3 separate regions of the Mus musculus genome follow, and regions 1 and 2 are each linked to region 3. The links are chromatin contacts, called in public HiChIP or PLAC-seq and promoter capture Hi-C maps. All regions are on one chromosome and are shown on one strand. The core of a region is the stretch at or near the end of the contact, and the rest is flanking DNA. Distances in the headings are between cores, read along the strand shown. Region 1 overlaps Hhat (hedgehog acyltransferase). Region 2 holds the start of Pacc1 (proton activated chloride channel 1). Region 3 overlaps Traf5 (TNF receptor-associated factor 5).

What was found. Promoter capture Hi-C pulls out the DNA fragments that hold promoters and counts their contacts. HiChIP or PLAC-seq counts read pairs in DNA pulled down with a chosen protein or histone mark.
Region 1: a contact with region 3 is called in an H3K27ac HiChIP or PLAC-seq map of microglia, with 4 times the contacts expected there. The contact joins two enhancer-like sites. A contact is called at or near these places in 2 of 39 promoter capture datasets (the C10 cell line and pre-B cells) and 2 of 115 datasets of contacts at active chromatin or transcription factors (large pre-B cells and microglia).
Region 2: a promoter capture Hi-C map of pre-B cells shows a contact between it and region 3. The contact joins the promoter of Pacc1 here to the enhancer-like site in region 3. A contact is called at or near these places in 9 of 39 promoter capture datasets (the HPC-7 cell line, HPC-7-derived erythroid cells, embryonic stem cells and 5 more), 2 of 484 Hi-C or Micro-C datasets (CD4 T cells and pro-B cells), 4 of 115 datasets of contacts at active chromatin or transcription factors (bone marrow-derived macrophages, effector CD8 T cells, large pre-B cells and 1 more) and 1 of 9 other capture datasets (liver).

What each region holds. Positions count from the first base shown.
Region 1 is chr1:192,751,281-192,755,267 of GRCm38.p6, reverse strand. The region is part of intron 2 of Hhat (hedgehog acyltransferase); the gene reads left to right. Among named protein-coding and RNA genes, the nearest start is that of Gm22265, 7.7 kb to the right of the region's middle. Within about 2 kb of position 1,982, at least 165 of the 459 cell types and tissues checked have an H3K27ac peak or open chromatin away from gene starts, as enhancers often do. A contact at or near this core is called in microglia and pre-B cells, where this site is marked.
Region 2 is chr1:191,323,666-191,327,764 of GRCm38.p6, reverse strand. It overlaps Pacc1 (proton activated chloride channel 1), which reads right to left and starts at 1,863. Exons shown (of 8, transcript NM_025864.4): 1 at 1,689-1,863. The coding sequence starts at 1,724.
Region 3 is chr1:192,076,991-192,081,548 of GRCm38.p6, reverse strand. All of the region lies in intron 1 of Traf5 (TNF receptor-associated factor 5), which reads left to right. Among named protein-coding and RNA genes, the nearest start is that of Traf5, 13 kb to the left of the region's middle. Within about 2 kb of position 3,013, at least 161 of the 459 cell types and tissues checked have an H3K27ac peak or open chromatin away from gene starts, as enhancers often do. A contact at or near this core is called in the HPC-7 cell line, bone marrow-derived macrophages, effector CD8 T cells and 6 more, where this site is marked.

The DNA.
Region 1 (3,987 bases), core at 733-3,232, 670 kb before region 3:
GCTGTATCTGACTGACTTTTCTCAGGATTCCAGAATGGAAATTGTAAACTGGAACTATACTGATGTATTTCAGGTTTCAAAAAAATTATTGGCTGGTGCAAGGCCCCAGGGGTTAAAAGTTTTTGTTGCTCTATCATAAGACCCTGCTTTGGTTCCTAGCAACCGTATCTGGTGCCCTGCAACTGTCTGTAACTCCAGTTCCAGGGATCCAAAGACCTCTTCTGGCCTTCAAGGGCACCTGCATGCTCATGGTACACATAAACTCATGTAGTTACACACACACACACACACACACTCTAAAAAATATATATATATATTTTGTCTGTTTGAACCAGGGTCTTGTGCAGCCCTGAATGGCCCCAAACTTGCTATGTACGGCTTGGAGCTCCCCATCTTCCAGTTGTCACCTCCCTAGTGCTGGATGACAGATACGTTTCACCATGCCTAGTTTCTCTTTCTTTTTCTGGGGACTGAGCCCAGGGCTTGATATGGACTGAGCCAACCAAATGATACACAAATACCAAATGAGTACCAAGTGAGTATACCAAGTGAGACACACCTCCGTCTGGTTTTTGTGGTTTTGAGACAGGGTTCTTCTATATAGCCCAGGATGACCTTGAACTGCAGACCATCCTCATGAGTTCAGTGGCAAAATAAACAAATACATAAATAAATAATTCATTTTTAAAAAGCTGAAGGTTTGTAATCTTAGGTGGGGGTTAGGGGTGGGGGTGGTGTGAGGGACTGAGGTGGAGGGTGGAGGAGTCGGGTAGGTGGGTGGAGATATAGACAGGCAGATACCCAGGGATTGCTGGTCCACTAGTCTAACCTGTTTGACAAGTTCCAGTCCAGTGAGAGACCTTGTTTCAAAACATAAGGTGGACAGTGTCCCTGAGGGACATCAACCAAGGTTGTCCTCTGATCTCTACATACAAATATATACACTCTCGTGTACACACACACACACACACACACACACACACACACGCACACACGCACAAAGACATAAAAAAAAAACACTACCAATAATGAGTGTTGGGTTGTGTTCCCTTGCAGTACCTCATCAGACGAGAGATGATTTTCTCTTTTTGACCTGCTAATGATATTTTTATTTTAAGGGAATAAAGTTTTCAGGAGCAACCACAGTGACTTCTGCTGTGTACCTTCCCTGGCCATGGTATTTTATCAACCTCTTTTCTCTGAATTGAAAAGACAATCAGTTTCTGAGTGTGCCTGGTCAGACCTCGGTTTTATCCTTGGAGATTCCAACATGGCACCGAGACTCTTTCGTATACCATGGGCCCCTTCCTTTCTTGTAAACCATGTAACTGGTGCCTGAAGTCTCTGTCGCTTGCTTTCACTCTCTTGCAAGCTTGTGGCTACCCAAGTTCCCTTCGAAGCAAGATTCCTCGAAAAGTTCCCAAGTGTTTCTGGGCTATTAGCATATTTACCTTTGTCTTTTTAAGGCAGTGTGATGATAATATTTTTCAAGGTTCCTGAGCTTTTCGGATGTGTCGACCACACTCCAGAGTCAAATACTGCATGTACCTTATGTCCCTGTCTTAAGAAATTGTTCAGATTTATCCATTTAGCAGATTTATTTTCTTTCTCAAAGAACAAAGTTTGGCAGCTTTTCTGTTTTCTGTGATAATCACTTTCTAATGAAAGTAGCCATGTGGGATCCTGCTGACCCAATAGTCTGCAAGCATGCCTTTCTGCAGAAGTTGCCTGTTACTGACATTTGCATAAATGGACTTCTGCCTTCTGTAGATTTGAGGTTTCAGGTCACCTACTTCCCCTTCTTTAGCTGTCAGTGAACTGTTGCTAATGTCTTTGTAAACGAGTGCTAACACCCGGGGATCTAAAAACAGCTTTCCTGGTGCAGAGTTTCTGTCTGACTTGCCACCTCTCATTTCTTTGTTATTATGTAGCAGTTGTCTCCAGAGTAGGATACAGCTGTAGCGAACACGCTTGCCCCACGCTTTCACTTTCCCCTGTTAGCCCTGCAGGCACAGCCATTAATAATCTGGGTCTATGAGAGCATGACACAGCAGCGGTTGTAATAATGAGAGCTTGACACAGCAGCAGTTGTTAAGTGGGCCTTTTCCTTTACATGGTTCATGCAATGCATCAACCTCTCACAGGACAAGGGCTGGGTGAAAAGGCAAGTACTAACTGTTGCAATTGAGGATTTGTTTGCAAGTGGGTTGGTGACTTTAGAGAGCTTATTCTACCATGTGGGTGGGGGAGGCAAGGGATCCTGTCCTTGAACAGGTGGCCTTGCCTAGGGAGCTTGCTGAGGGTGAGAGGGGCCACTGAGGGGACTTTGGTGATAGGACTTGAGTGCCTCGCTCTGCAGGTTGCCAAGGATTGAATCTGTCTCCCAGTGTCCTTACATCAAAGCTTCCAGTGTGTCAGATGGCACTTGACCAAGTCCTTGTCACTCACAAAACTACTGAGTCACTGCCTTCCTCCAGGGATACCAGATCTCTTAGCCCAGCCCCTTTCAGGCTTGCTTTGTTATTGCCTTCTGTGTTGGTTATTGTCCTTACAGAACTTTTCACCAATCACAGCAACGTGGTGGTTGAGAAAACAGGCAATGATGTGGAGTGTCTTCCTCATTCCCTACCTGCTTTATTGCTTTGAGACAGGGTCTCTCACTGATTAGTCTAAGCTAGCTGCTCTGCAGCCTTGGAGATTCTCCAGTTTCCACCTCTCCGGGACTGGGTTTATAGATGTGTGCTGCTGTACTAGGCTTTTCCTGTTTGTCCTGGGGATCTGAACTCAAGACTCCATGAGCACATGAGACTTCATGGTACAGTGAGCACTCTACTAATGATGCCATCTCCCCATGCCCCTCTGCCCAGAACATGGCTCTATCAGCAATTGGCTTAAGTTCAGAGTTCAGGAGGCTTGGTCTGCTTGGGAGGTCTTCCTGACCTTGGTTATTTTGCATCCTATTTACAGATCTCATGTGTTTTTATTGAGTTATTTGTGACCCACATTCTCATTCTCTGAGAGAATTGGAGGAAGAAAGAAGAGGTTGAAGCCCTGGGTCTCAAAAGTCATGGAAAACCTATCCTACCATGTATGTCTCTGCTGTAGCATAGTCTGCTTATGAGGTTTTTTTTATAATAATAATAATAATAAATTTATTTGCCAGAATATGATGATACAGGTATGCCATTTTCTTTTTTTTTTTATTTATTAGGTATTTTCTTCATTTACATTTCCAATGCTATTCCAAAAGTCTCCCATACATCCCCCACTCCCCTACCCACCCACTCCCACTTCTTGGCCCTGGCGTTCCCCTGTACTGAGGCAGATAAAGTTTGCAAGACCAAGGGGCCTCTCTTTCCAATGATGGCCGACTAGGCCATCTTCTGATACATATGCAGCTAGAAACACGAGCTCTGGGGCGGGGGGGGGGGGGTACTGGTTAGTTCATATTGTTGTTCTACCTATAGGGTTGCAGACCCCTTTAGCTCCTTGGGTACTTTCTCTAGCTCCTCCATTGGGGGCCCTGTGATCCATCCAATAGCTGACTGTGAGCATCCACTTCTGTGTTTGCTAAGCCCTGGCATAGCCTCACAAGAGACAGCTATATCAGGGTCCTTTCAGCAAAATCTTGCAGGTATAAGCAATGGTGTCAGCATTTGGAGGCTGATTATGGGATGGATCCCTGGGTATGGCAGTCTGTAGATGGTCCATCCTTTCATCTCAGCTCCAAACTTTATCTCTGTAACTCCTTCCATGGGTGTTTTGTTCCCAATTCTAAGAAGGGGCAAAGTGTCCACACTTTGGTCTTCATTCTTCTTGAGTTTCATGTGTTTTGCAAATTGTATCTTGTATCTTGGGTATTCTAAGTTTCTGGGCTAATATCCACTTATCAGTGAGTACATATCATGTGAGTTCTTTTGTGATTGGGTTACCTCACTCAGGATGATGCCCTCCAGGTCCATCCATTTGCCTAGGAATTTCATGAAT
Region 2 (4,099 bases), core at 614-3,113, 750 kb after region 3:
GTGACTCTAGTTCCGAGTCCAAACAGGACAAGTACTGGAGTCACCCTTCAGCATCTCCCAGAGCCACAGTCAGTTAGTGAAACAGAAATCACGCCACCTTGGTCTCATTCCAAAGCCCACGGTCCTAACCACTTCCTAGAGGAAGAGGAAATGTGGCTTAGAGTCCACTCAGAGAAAAAAAACTGACAACAGCAAAACTGGTGTCTCCGTGGGACACTAAAGCCCACAGATGTGGGTGCAAATGGCAAAGCAGGGGCGACAGATGTCCAGGTACCAGGCAACCGCAATCTAGCTCAGCAGTCTTCTCACATGACCTGTCAGACGGGAGAAATCTTGCTGCTGAGAAAGCAAAGTCCGGGATCAGTGTCCCATCATTTTAGGCAGGTGAACCCCGTGGTTTGCAGGGGTCCAGCCCAGGCTCATCGGGATATCACATGAAAAGGTACCTTTTCTCCACTCAGAGACAGGGTCTCATGTAATCCAGGCTGGCTTCAAACTCACTATAGTGGAGAATGACCTCGAATTTCTGGGCCTTCAGCCTCTACCTCCTAGTACTAAGCAAGTACTGAACCATCTCGGCTACAGACACCCCCAGCCCTCAGAGATCTTTCACATTTACCCTAGATGATTTACATAAAAGAAAAAAAAACCAAAACAACAACAACAAAACAAAACAAAACTCAAGAGGGACAGTGGTCCCAAGAACCCAGGTATAGTGGCAATCCCCGTCCCTCCAATCGCCTTCTTGATACTCAGCAGCCAGCACAAGCCTTTGCCTATCCCAGGCCAAACTTCTCAGAAAGCTCCTTTCTAGAGCGGAACCTCAGCAAATACCTAATTTCATTAGGTCCGCTCTCAAAACAACCCGGGCAAGAAAGATGCAAGCCAGTCTTCTTGGGACTTCAAACAGATCTGAAGAACGCAAAGGGAGGCGGGGCCTCTTTAACGCCTTCTACCATTAGGCACGATTCCAGTGAGCACCTGAATCTATCTACTTGTGGCCTTGCTCTGCGAACAGGACAACAGCCTGTATTTCAATACATTATCTTATAAGCTCTGCTACACTGCGGTCCTCTGAAGCTAGTACCCCAAAACTCCGCAGAAGCAAGAGCTGTCTGCATCCTGGTATTCACCCGGGATCATCAGTGACCCCAGGGCGCTGAGTTCAGCACGCTGCTAACTCGTTTGGAGAGTGTGAGTTTCCAGTGTGGCCAGGGCCTCCGTGGGTGGAGACGGACATGGAGACAAGCTAAGGTTGGGCTGCTCCGGTTGGACAAGGTCTAACGGCATGGGGCGGCTGCACGGCCTCGAGCAAACCTGGACAGTGGTGGCTGACGGCTAAGGATGCGGCGTCGCGGAAAGACACCCAGGCAGGGCAGAGCCGGGGAAGCCCCACACCAGAGGAACAGAAGGGGCCCGGAGCCAGCGCGGCTCTGCGAAGGGAAGCGGGAGGTTCGGGCGACAGACAAAGGGCTGCTGGGGTTCTGGGGAAGGCGAGGAGCTGCCGAGGAGCTGCTGGCCACACGCGTTCCCCACAGCCAGACTCCAGGGTCCCTTGTTATCCCCGCGTGCCGGGACCACGCAGGGGCTCCACCTGCTGCAGAGCCCGCATGCCACGGAGTGCCAATCATCCACCTGCACCGGGGTCGCGGCGCCCTGCCCGCCCTCCGCGCCCGTCCGGTCCGCACCTCCTGGTAGGACGTGGAGAGTTCTTGTCGGATCATGGCACTGGCCCTCTACGGCTCACCAGGGACCGCGACGCCGCAGGAGGCGCGAGCTCCAAGATGTGCCCGCTCTACTAAGCAAGACCCGCTCTAGTCTACCGCCCAAGACCAGGCGTGGCGGCGCTCAACGCATGCGCATCTTTTGCTGCCGCCGCGGGCGACGCTGGGAGTTGTAGTTCTAGGTGCCGGGAGCGGTGGGGAAAGCACCAGCTGGGCTCAACCTCCCGCTAGAGAGGCAAGCAATAGCCTCGCACTTCCTCTCTTTGTTACAGGCAGAAAAATGGAGTGCCTGAGTGCAGCATGGCACAAAGGCCAGTCGGAGCGCCCAGTAAGGGGAGAGGAAACTGGGCCTTGCGGTTTATAATGACAATAAATGTCCAAAGAGCCCTTTGTGTACCAAGCTCTCCGTACGCTTACGTCTTGATCCTTCAAGGAATCCTGCAAAGGAAACTTTTTTTCTCTCTCTCTATTTTACAGATTAGTACACTGAGGTAATGAGGATACCTTCTGTCAGTAAGGATAGGGAGAGAGTGATGATCGAGAAGTTATTTCATCTGAGAAAGGAATAACAAAATTCTAGAGTTCAACAAGGCTTGTGACAGCCAGCAGTCGATATGGACTGTGTGAAACAACCCTGGCTCAGGTTGCACCTTCCAGAGCCAAGCAATGGGTTGCAATAGTTGTATAGTTTACTAAGGTTCCTGTAGAGTGTGTGTAAGTACCTGTGGCTGGTACCGCCATGAGGTAGTCAGCTGGCTATCTGAGTCTATGTAAGACAGCCAGGGCAGAAGGTGGAGCCCAGCAGGATCTGCTCTTGGTTGATAGACATTTTCTCTCTCTCAGTGACACAGATATAGGCCAGATTAAAAATAGATAAAGACGGGTTTATTAGCTGGCAGCTCTCAGGAGGGTTCACCAATCTCACAGGTGGGGGTCAGCAAAGTCCCACTCCTAGAATAAAGCAAGGCAGTTTTATAGGTTTTAGGCAAGGAGTGATGACCTGCCAGCTAGGAGCTAGTCTTGTGTCCATACATGGTCAAAACCTAAGCCCCTGGGTGGGCACTCTTGGTGGGATGCTGGAAACAGGGAGACAGGAGTGATGATGTGTTAGCCAGGAGTTTTCTCCAAGCAGACAGGAGTGGCGGTAGGGTGTCTCTGTGGGGGCAGGGTTGGGGAAGGAGAGCAGGCGTGGTTTCCCTACCTTGTGCAGGGGGTGAGCAGGGGTTCCAGCCTAATATTGGTCATGGCATCCAATTGCCTCATCTGGTAAAAGCTCTTGCTTATATGTCAGAATGAGCATCGGAAGGAAGACTTAAGAACTTAGCAGATCTCTGGTAAAAGTTTAACATTTTTATCAAAGTGTGCCAGGGAGAAGTGGGCTCCTCTCTTTGTGTCTTACCACCACTCTTCCCTGCCCTGCCACCTGGTCCTCTGCTCTTCCATCTATTAAATGGGCCAGAATGTAGACAAATGCGCACTTGATGGTTGCCAAAACTTTGGGAAGCAGCTATAGACAGTCAGTATGTGTAGCGCTTAATACCATGTAGGTACCTAACGAATTCTGGGTAAGTTCATTAATGGAATACCAGTTTACATCTCATTTAATGAATGTTATTGTACCAGCTGGTTTTATGTCAACTGGACACAACTTTGGAGGAGTGAAAGTCAATTAAAAAACTGACTCCACTGTATTGGCCGGTGGGCAAGCCTGTGGTGCATTTTCTTGGTTGGTGATAGATGTGGGAGGGCCCGGCTCACTTGGGCAGTGCCACCCTGCCTGGGCTGATGGTCCTGGGTGCAATAAGAAAGCAGGCTGAGCAAGCCATGAGGAGTAAGCCAGTAAGCAGCACTCCTCCATGGCCTCTACATCAGCTCCTGCCCGGACTTCCCTGGGTGATAGATTTTTAAACTGTAAGGTGAATTTAAACTCTTTCTTTCCCAAGTTACCTTTGATCATAGCATTTTATCAGAGTTATTCAAACCCTAAAGACATTTACCAAACAAAAATACCAGCAACAGCCGGGCGGTGGTGGCGCACGCCTTTAATCCTAGCACTTGGGAGGCAGAGGCAGGCAGATTTCTGAGTTCGAGGTCTACAGAGTGAGTTCCAGGACAGCCAGGGCTATACAGAGAAATCCTGTCACTAAAAACCAAAACCAAACCAAACCAAAAAAATACCAGGAACTAATTAAATTTCCCACTGTGTTGATAAAAGGGTAGCTGATAGAATGTGCCATACAGGATTTAATAGCCGAGAAGAACCAGATAGATCTGAGGCCATACTCACTACCATACACTGTGCCGCATCCACACCGGATCCAGAAATGAGCAAGACACCCAGCTCCCTCATTCCTGTGGCTCTGTGGAACGAGTGT
Region 3 (4,558 bases), core at 1,764-4,263:
TGGGGCATTTGATAAGGGATGGATCTGTTGGTACCTACGGGAAGGTGTGATTCTATAAACAATGTCCCAGAATTCCAGGTATGAGAAGGAGTATGGAACATTTGGCTGGGAGATGTTTCTAGGCTGAGGGCAGCCTTTGGGCAGGGCCAAGGAGTGGGAAATTGGGGCCGACTCAGCAATACTTTTTGTTCCCAGTATGTCTGTAGGGATAGATTCTTAGCAAAGGGATGGTTGGCACACAGGAGCTGACTGAAGGACTGAGTGGTTGGATGATCTGGTGTAGCTGAATTCTAAGCAATGCATTGGGTAATGGGTCAGAAAACTAGCCATGAAGGGAAAATAGAGAAATGAAACAGTGGTAACAGCAGAGTACTCAGGCAGGAAGATGGCTCAGTCAGTAACATGCTGCTGGCCTAGCCTAAGTAGTTAGCTCCAAACCAACGAGAGACCTCAATTTAGAAAAAAGAGAAAGCTCCTGAGGAATGAACCCCGAGGTCACCCTCTGAACTGTATATGCATGCACACATATGGGTACAGGTGTCCCTGGGGCTGGGGAGGGAAGAATGGTGGGCTGTGTGGCCGAGGGTGCTGCTTGTCTGAGGTTGGCCTGAGACCAACACACACATATCTGCACATGCACACACACACACATGTACCTGCATACACTTACCACACACAAATACCTGCTCATATACACACACACCCTTTTACACACAGATATATCACACACCTGCACACACACATATACATATATGTATATACACACATGTACCACACACAAATATACACATGCCTGTATACACACATATACTACACCCCTGTACACATACCTGTCCACATATGCACACCACACATACATATGTGCACACACATTGTACGATACCACACAAGCACACACACACACTATATATATATATATATATATATATATATATATATATATATATACACACACATATACCACACAAACATACACACATAAATACCACACACATGTCACACAAGCACAAACACACACATGGACACACACACACACACTGTATATGCCTGCACACGTGTGGGTACAGGTGTACCTGATGCTAGGGAGGGAAAAATGGTGGACTGTGTGGCTGGGGTGCTACTAATCTGAGGTTGGCCTGAGGACAGGACTCACCTGCACACACACACATGCACAACACACGCATACACACATGCCCACCACACACACACACACACACACACACACACACACACCCCACAGCTCTGGGTTGAAGGGAAACAGCTAACTGAAGGGAGCTAGATGCAGAGAGCAGTCCTTGGACTCATTTAGGGGTGGCAGCAGGTACCAGATGAAAAGCTCACTCATATGTCAGTTGGTTTTGGTTTTGGTTTTGGTTTTTCCTTTTTAAAGATTGATTGGTTGGCTGATTGATTGATTGATTGATTTATAAGTGTTTTTTTCAAATGTGTATCTGAGTACCATGTGTGTGTACAGTTCCTATAGAGGTCAGAAGAGGGTGTCAGATCCCTTGGAACTGAAGTTATAGATGGTTGTGAGCTATCATGTGGGTAGTGGGATTCAAACCTGAGCCCTCTGCAGGAGCAGCCAATGCTCTTAAGCATTGCATCATCTCTCCAGCCCCTCTTATTCACTTTTGATTCCTGAACCTGGCAGCTGGACATGTCAGGTAGACATATTATCCTGAGAATGAGGGGAGATAGCCAGTGGGGGTGGGGTTGCACATACTTCATAATCTTCAGAGCCCTTGCAGTGCATTCTGTGCCCCTCCCCACCTCCTAACGCTTTTCATGTAGACATACATGGGTCAGTTGGCTTTTCCCTTAGGGAGAAGATAGTCACTGTTATAGGATGTGTGCTGCCCTGCAATCTCAAGTTAGCTTGCTCAGCTCTGCCATGGTAACATCTGCAAACAAATTAACCCAGCTACACTCTGATAAAACTGTATTTACAAAAGCAGTTAGCAGGCCAGCCATCTCTTTGCACATCGTGTTATTTTCTCTTCAGAAGTCCTACAAGGTTGCTACACTGTCACTATTAATTATTGTGTGAAACAGAGAGGCCTAGGGACAAAGTAACTTGCCTGAGTTCATAAGACTATGCAGTGTAAAACCAAAATTTGAATCCAGACTGGTCCACCCCAGAACCCATGGGGTGCCACCCACATACACTGCCTCCCTGTGGGCCGGGAGGAAGCAGGGGCCTGGAGTGACTGTGGCTCCTGCTGATTCCTCAGGGGCATTGACCACTTCCTGAAGTAGGATCCCTCCAAGCCTCAGTTTCCTCCTTTGAAAAATGGGAATGATGGTAATATGTATGCCACAGGAATGTCAGGATTAAAACAAGCTAGGTGTGTGAGGTAGCAAGCCACAGGTAGACATTGCCTCCTACCACATAGTTCTAGCACCTGGGGTCCATGCATGTTTTTCTAAAGTCCCCCTCAGCTGGACCTGTCCTGCCCTGCATCCAGCAGCCCCTTTGCACCACGACGTCATGTGAGGCCCCTACCCCTCCCCTTATTCTCCTTGACCTTATTCACCAAACACCAATTGAGTGCTTTCAGTCAGGTACTGCTGGCTCTGTGGGTGGGGTGTAATAAAAGATGGCTGTCCCAGGAGAAGTTTGTAGACAGTGAGGACACAGAGTTGAGGCTCAAAGCTCTGGAGTCAAGCAGGCCTTTGAGGGGAAAGCTTTGTTGTGACTTCCTGGAGACTTAAAAATATCCCTGGTTGGCTGTGGCTGACTTGAGAGAAGACAGTGTTCCCCAGAATCATCCCTCCCAACTAGGGGACAAAGGCAGGCATGGCTCAGGACAAGTGTGGGTAGTAGCTCTAGAGCTGCCCTGCAACCCTGTCTGGTAAGCTGTTGGAAATGAGGAACTAGAGGCTTCCTGGCCAGCCAGAGAGAAATCACACTTCTCTGAGGAACTAAAGTCCCACCCTCCTGGCTCGTCATTCTTCCTCCCCAACGCTGGCCTTGTCTCATCTCATCTGGGCTGCTGTGGGAGGGACCCCTGCCTTGCAGGGCCTTCCTGTTCAGCTCTGTGGAGAACAGAGAGTTTGTGTTGGTTCTAGCTGAGGATGGGGTTAGAGCAGAGCCCTGCCTGCGGGAACTGCTTCTGCATCTCAGAGGAAGGCTCTTCACTGCCATTGAAAGAAGCTTTGGAAGAGCCTCAGCCAGGCTCAGTGACTCCCTCAGAGACAGACAGTGATGTGGGGCTATGAGCTGAAATGAACCCTTTCCTTCACAAGTTGCTTTTGGTCATAGTGTTTTACCATAGCAGTAGAAGCCCTGACTAGAACACTGCCCTACAGAGGACCTGGTGGGAAGGCGCCGGCTTCTCCACGAGCCTAGGTGAGATTACATCTAACCCACTCGTTGCTAATGGGGATCTAGGGTCTAGAAAACAGTCACAGATGACTATAGGAGATTAAATTAGTTTTAGTTGATCAAATTTATACCTTTACTGGAACTTCCTGCTATTCTTAGCATCATGTCTTATTTTATGAAGTGAAATTCTCATGACATGAATTGCACATAAAATGCATGTCTACCTGTGTATCTCACAGTCATATGCTGGGAGATCCTTGGACAGCTTTTAAATCAGACCTTGATATTACAAAGGACACATGACCTTGGACGATGAAAACAGATAAGAATATATGACTGAGGAATCATGAGTTCCTCTGATAATTTTGTGTGCACATGTGTGTTCATTGGTGCAGTCGTGTATATGTGCATGTGTGCACACTCATGCAAAGAGCAGAGGACAATCTCAGGTTTCTCTCCTCAGATGATATCAACTTTGCTGTTTTGAGACAGGGTCTCTTACTGACCTGGAACTTGCCAAGTAGTCTAGGCTGGCTGGCCAGTGAGGCCCGGGGCTCCTGCTGTCTCCACCTCCCTAGTGCTGGGATTACAAGTGTACACCACCATGCCTGGCTTTAATATGTGGGTTCTGGGGAAGTGAACTCATGTCTTCATGCTTGCAAAGCAAACACTTTACCAACAGCACTATGTGACTTACTCTGGTCCCAGAAATGTAGGTTGTCAGCTGGTTTGACTCATAGTTCACCCATCCCACTGAGATGGTCTGGAAAGCAGCCAGCCCTGGAAAGCCTCCTGCACACACCCTTGGTTTCCTTCCCATCCTGTGTCTCTGCCCCCATTTATTGTTCTTTTCCTGGAGCCAGGGCCTGTTCTCATCTCACCCACCTCCTGGTACAGACCCCAGCAAAGGAAGAGTCTAGGATGGATGTGGGCATGCAGCAAGTGACTGCTCCATTCCATTCATTTCACAACTGAGTACAGTTGATTATTAACCAATCTCAAACTTGTGCCATGCCCTCTGGGAAATTTCTTTGTGTTTTCATCCATAAAATGCCACCTTCAGTCCAGTTTAACTGCTTTGTGAGCTCAGCAGAGACATTTCAACAACTTTTGTGAAGTTTCAACCAGGCTCCAGTGGTCCTACATTGAAGTCTCTCTTGGTAGCACTTACCACTGGGCTATTGTAGCTTATCATTTTCTGTAGAATCCTACCCTTGTAGGGCCTGGAGG